Regions from separate parts of the Hordeum vulgare genome. Here region 2 is linked to region 1. A link is a contact called in public Hi-C data. All regions are on one chromosome and are shown on one strand. Each heading gives the region's core, a stretch centred on a gene start, on an enhancer-like site or on the middle of the called end of the contact. The rest is flanking DNA. Distances are from core to core; before and after follow the strand shown.

Region 1 (3,285 bases), core at 175-2,674:
GTCGTGCATGTAGATGTAAGGTAGATCAATGTTTACAACAGACATATGTGAAAAGCAAAGAAGCATGGCGGCCTTGTATCCATCAGACTTCAGTACAATAGAAGCATAACCAAGAGTCAAGAGAACCATGGATGTTAGCATATGGATCAGAACTAAACAATATGAGAATGAAACTAGCACGGCCTTTTGAGACCTCGTCGTCAACCAGCTGCAGGGCACTTGCAAGAATATGAACAAGTGAACACCGTCCAGGGAGGCGCATCTTGTCCAATCCAGAGATAGATGTGGCTGACATGGATCAAACGAAATAGCTGTGAGACGGGCATGGGCGGTGCGTCAGCGACGAGGAGACATGCGAGATGAGAGGAATGTAGGACGGTGAGGACGATGCAGAGCGGTTGTTGGCGACAGGAGGAGGGGAGAGGGATATACGGGGCGAGCGATTAGGGCGGAGGTTACGTACGGGGATTTCGGCCGTGCGGATGGTTAGCTCGCCGAGGATTTTTTTTGTACGAAGCAAGTTGTGACCGTGAGATCCCAATCATATCAACGACAGTCGTCAGGTCTGAGGATTGTATCGTATCATACTATAGATATGAAGTGTTTCCCTTAAATTATAGATCCATTCTTTGATATATAATGATGCGCATCAACGTTTATATAGACAATTAAGTCTCTTCCCATTGACAAGCCTTGATTTACCTCCACTCATACTGGATCACGGCACTATGATAATTAAGTCTCTTCCCATTGACAACCCTTGATTTACCATTAACATCACCTTCGAGTCTTATGGCCCTGATGGATAAATACTAGCAGTGGTATGGTGACCATAGGCATGCAGAACAAATATGTTGGTAGGTATGGTCCAGTGGGGCATGGACACGTCAATGCAAAGGAGCCTCAGGTACATAATCGAATGGATTTGATGATCTATTTTCACATGGTATGTAGGCATCTGATAAGCTAGTGATTATAATTTCGAGCTGAAAAGGAGGGGAACAGCGCAGCAGAGACATGCAGGAGCACCATGCTGCTCCTGCCTTATCCCTCTACTTTTTTTTGTCATCTATCCGGCCATCTCTAGCTACCGACACCTAATGCCCAGCTGAGTCATACATAGCATAATTAAGTTTAGTGTGTGTAGATAAGAGATAACTCTTGCCCCACAAATTGGCCAACACATATATGTACACCAGCCAGACAATCACCAGCTGATGTGGAAGGAAGAAGAGTAGCACCACAAATTGGCCCGGTGGAATAATCAGATAGAGTCAATCATATGCATACAGAAATGTCAACTACAAGCATGCATATCAAATATGTGCACATATATCTCTTTTCTTTTGTTTTCATCCAATGAGCCTCTACCACCGTAGCTTTTGGTGATTTGCTCTCACAATGATCTGATCTGATCCTGACAAGGAGGTGCCATCTATCCACATGCACTTACCTTTTCTCCCCACTCCTGAGTAGCGAGAAGTCTCCTAGAACAAGTTCACTGCATGCTCATCAGGCAGTTGTGACTAGTCATTTGGAGTTGTCAATTAAAGTGCCATTGATCTGTGAAAGCTCAAATTAGTTGCCCCTTTCTTGGCGGGGAAAAGCTCAAAGTTGCTGTGAAGGAGATGGAGGGAATATACCGTATGGTAGTTCGTCTGCCTATAATGCAATCAGCCCTTTGGACAAATTAAGCGATGGCTCGCAATATGACTTTACTGAGGCACTTGGGACCAGCTGGCACGAGCTTGCTTTCTTTAGATCACTAATACTACACTTTACTAGCCGAATGGAGCAACAGAAACTGAACTTTCCAATCTCCTGTTCTGATTCTGCTCATGCCATGTTCCTTTACTAGCTAGCCTCATCCTGTATGGCAGGCAGGTGGTGAGATGAGATAGGTCAACTGGGTTCCAAGCTCCCGGCCGGAGCGCTGACTACTGACAGGGAAAAGGACTTGGACCCCTACCATACGCATGCATCTTCATTGGCCTAACTAAGAGCATCTCCAATAGCTGCACAAAAATATCGCATCCAATAATTTTTTTAGCGTGTCACTGTAGCACTTTTAAAGCGCGGGGATCGAAGTATCTCCAACAGACGCGTGTTAGTGGGGCGTCCAATTCAGCCCTATCCAACGACCCCATCGGCAGCAACACAGAGTTTGCTACGCGCGCAAGCCGGCGCACCAAATATGCTGCACGCGCCCAAAAGTTTTTAGCGCGCATACTGTTTTACAACGTCTGTTGGCGCTATCCGGCGTCCAAAAAATGAATCTTTTAACGTGCGGAGCATTTTTTGATCGCCTGTTGGAGATGCTCTAATACACACGTTCATGGTCACAACCTATGGTTTCAACAGTTATATTCCTGGCTCCCATATATCTTATCTGAGCTTCTGCGTTTTAAATTTTTTAGTCAGGTCGTCCAAATCACTTGATATAGGCCCATCATATATTTGTTTTTGGAAACAGGAAGGTATGCATATATTGATCGGTGCAAAACTCTGTTCATGGGTCTTCACAAGATATACATATAGGTAGGTAGGTACCGACAAGTTCATCACGGCCACCAAGTGGCGCCTGCTTCCACTAATTTGTGCATCCACAATATTGTGCAATAAACACGTCCTTGATTGCAACTTTTTAATGTTAGGCATTACTGTTCATATCAGAGAAAAAATAATGTACTAATTGGCTTAAGGAAAAAAACTCATGCATGTAAAACTCATGGGTCTTCACAAGATATACATATATAAACTCTATTCATCATTCAGGGTGCATAATAATTTATTCTTCACCCGAGATAATCGTACGATCAATTTACAAATAATTTAAATTTTAAATACAAATATTTACATTTATATTGAATCACTATGTAAAAATTTGACAAAAGAAAAACAAAAATATAGGTTATAATACCAGAAAAATTTAATTTTTTTGTATTTTTTGCACTATTTTTGTATGTTCGTAATTTTACGTGATATAAAATATTTTTATATTGGTTATATTTTTTTTACAGCCACGTTTTACGTATAAAATAAGATAAAATTTACGGAACGTAAAATTACGGTGCATTGATATTAAAACAGAGGGAGTGAAGAATAATTATTTCTCATCCAGAGTGACGAATAGCGATATATATATATATATATATATATATATATATATATATATATATATATATGTGTGTGTGTGTGTGTGTGTGTGTGTGTGTGTGTGTGTGTGTGTGTGTGTGTGTGTGTGTGTGTGTGTGTGTGTGTGTGTGTGTGTTTTCAGAGAAATGG
Region 2 (3,189 bases), core at 183-2,682, 51 kb after region 1:
TGCTTGATCAACTGTTAGCCAAGCTTGGAAAGAGTTTGCTTGGACTGCCCCAAGTTAAGCAATCTGACAACAAAATGCATAGCCAACACGAAACGCATGGGAGATAACGGGTCTTTGGCCTTGTCTAAGGCCTCGCTTGTGGTTGATGCAGTCAAAGAGATATCTGCTTACCCTAATTCTTGTGCTTGCAGTGGTAACAAGGCAACGATCCAACCATTCCAACGGCTACCAAAACCTTGAACGGCGAGCAGCTAAAGCAAGAATTCTCAAGACAATGAATCCAAGGTATGGGAGATGTCATGCTTAAACAGGAGCCCATGAAGTTTCTTTCACTACATGACTCCTGAAGGGTGGTTTTCTCGTAGGATCTTAGAACCAACGGCTAAGCTCTTACTGGAGCACCTGGCATTAGGTCCTACGGGAGCTATAAATATTTACAAAAACACCGTTGATGAGTCATATAATCACATCCAAGTCCAAGGCTTCGAGGATCCAACGTGTGAACTCGTGCTGGAGCACATCAGCTTAGATGCTACAGGATCATCTGATACTCAGTCACACCACAGGGTCTCGGAAGTCCTTGAAGGAAAGTTAGTAGGGCTAATATAATACTCCCTCCGTTCCTAAATATAAGTCTTTTTAGAGTTTTCACCAGGGGACTACATACGGATGTATATAGACACACTTTAGAGCGTAGATACATTCATTTTGCTCCGTATGTAGTCTCCTAATGAAATCTCTAAAAAAAAAAAATATTAAGGAACAGAGGGAGTATATGATTTCTATATTCTTGTTTATGTGTTCTATAAATGTTTTGAGCCAAACAAGGCTTGCACCATTGGTCCCCAAAAGATTTGGTATGCTTAAAACTAAGTGGATCGACATCCAAGGACATTACCAACCAATTTCACACCGAGTGGATGTATAATGAATCTGAAGAATTGGCATGTGAAAAATCAAAAAGGTGGACAGATCAACACCATGATCCTTTGCTTTGTCCCTAGTCCTGATCTCCACACTCAGGTGGAGGTAGGTGCCTTTGCAAGTCCCCTCTTCCTCTCTCCTCCGTTGCTAGCCTATCTTATCTGCATTATTGTGATCGTTAGTGGGGATGAAGGGCCCCATTGTAGATGCTGTTGAAACTCCTAGAACATTTCATGCGAGCTGAACTCCCTCTTCTCATCCCCAAAACAGCTCACTTTCCTTAGTTTCCACGTCTCAGGGATCAGCAGTTTCTCCTCCAGTGACCATCTAGCTAACAGCTGAATATAATAATACGCGTATATACATTATTTTGTGTTACCACCATTGGCTGCCACCAGCACCGGCATAAAGAGATGGAGAGAAAGATCCAGGCTTTTTTTAGTGCGCGTCCCTCTCCATCGCTTGTGATCGTGTACGTAGTATGCGCGCCTATAAATGGAAGATCCCGAGGTCGTCGATCCAGCAAGCGAAGAACTTGCAAGCACTAGCAGTCGTCTTCTTCTTCCACTAGTATATTCTCCTGCAAGGATCGATCGATACATCTTGTCCTTGTTCGTTCGACCTCAAGCTAGCTAGCTACCACAAATGGTTCGTGATTGATATCACGAAATGTGAATTTGTGCATGAAATAATTGCCCAAGATTTGCAAGCATGCATGCACGCATGTTATCCTAATTAATTGCTCTTGTGTGTTTGGACGTACGTGTTGTGCAGGGTGGAAAAATGGAGATTGAGAGGTCGTGGAGCGAGGACGGCAACCTGGTTCAGGACGCGGTGGACTACCGGGGTTGCCCGGCCGACAGGTCCAGCACCGGCAGCTGGCTCGGAGCGGCATCCGTGGTCGGGATCGAGCTCTGCGAGCGGCTGGCCACCATGGGAATCGCGGTGAACCTCGTCACGTACCTGACGGACACGATGCACCTGCCCAGCGCCGACTCCGCCAACGTCGTCACCGACTTCATGGGCACCTCCTTCCTCCTATGCTTCCTCGGCGGCTTCCTCGCCGACGCGTTTCTCGGCCGCTACCTCACCATCGCCATCTTCGCGCTCGTCCAAGCACTCGGCACCGGACTCCTCGCGGTGTCCACGACCGTGCACCAGCTCCGGCCACCACCGTCCGAGGAGGCCACGGGCCTGCAGATGGGCGTGCTGTACATGTGCCTCTACCTCATCGCGCTTGGCACCGGCGGCCTCAAGTCCAGCGTCTCCGGCTTCGGCACCGACCAGTTTGACGAGCGCGACGACCGCGAGCGTGCCGCCATGGGATACTTCTTCGACCGATTCTTCTTCTTCATCAGCCTAGGCACACTTCTCGCCGTCACCTTCCTCGTCTACATCCAGGACCATGTCGGCCGGAGCTGGGCCTACGGCCTCTGCTCTGGCGCCATGCTCATCGCCATCGCGGTCTTCCTCTCGGGCACCAAGAGGTACCGGTACAAACGGAGCTCCGGGAGCCCGGTCGTGCACATCCTCCAAGTCCTCGTCGCTGCCGCCCGGAAGCGCGGCCTCAAGCAGCCGCACACTGCCGCCGCGCTCTATGAGGACCGCCCCGAGCACGCCAGGATCCACCACACCGACCAGTTCCGGTGCCTGGACAGCGCTGCGGTGATGGCCGGTGAGGAGGACAACGAGATGGGGCCAGACGGGCGGCCCACACCGAACCCCTGGAAGCTGTGCTCGGTGTCCCGCGTGGAGGAGGTAAAGATGGTGGCGAGGCTGATGCCGGTTTGGGCGACGACCATCTTGTTCTGGACCATCTACGCTCAGATGATCACCTTCTCGGTGGAGCAGGCGACCACAATGGACCGGCGCATCGGCGGCTTCGAAATCCCAGCCGCATCGCTCACCGTCTTCTTCGTCGGCGCCATCATGCTGACCCTCGCCGTCTACGACCGCGTATTCATCCCTCTATGCCGAAACCTCACCGGCCGGCCGGGGTTCACCAACCTCGAAAAGATCGGCATCGGCCTGGTCCTGTCCATCGCCGGCATGGTCGCTGCCGCCGTCACCGAGAAGAAGCGCCTCACCGTCGCCTCCACGGCCACCACCATGAACGGCACGGCGCTGCCGATCACCGTGTTCATGCTGATTCCGCAGTTCCTCCTGGTGGGCGCGGGCGAGGCGTTCATCTACACGGGGCAGCTGGACTTCTTCATCACGCGGTCGCCCAAGGGCATGAAGACCATGAGCACAGGCCTCTTCCTC

The links. Hi-C and Micro-C count contacts between places; a contact is called where the count stands out from the background.
Region 2: a Hi-C map of leaf shows a contact between it and region 1, with 2.5 times the contacts expected there. The contact joins the promoter of LOC123404411 here to the enhancer-like site in region 1. A contact is called at or near these places in 3 of 6 Hi-C or Micro-C datasets (leaf and seedling).

What each region holds. Positions count from the first base shown.
Region 1 is chr1H:10,046,082-10,049,366 of MorexV3_pseudomolecules_assembly, forward strand. No RefSeq gene overlaps it. Among protein-coding and RNA genes, the nearest start is that of LOC123404411, 50 kb to the right of the region's middle. Within about 2 kb of position 1,425, at least 2 of the 3 cell types and tissues checked have open chromatin away from gene starts, as enhancers often do. A contact at or near this core is called in leaf, where this site is marked.
Region 2 is chr1H:10,096,779-10,099,967 of MorexV3_pseudomolecules_assembly, forward strand. It overlaps LOC123404411 (protein NRT1/ PTR FAMILY 6.2), which reads left to right and starts at 1,433. Exons shown (of 2, transcript XM_045098337.1): 1 at 1,433-1,572; 2 at 1,699-3,189. The coding sequence starts at 1,570.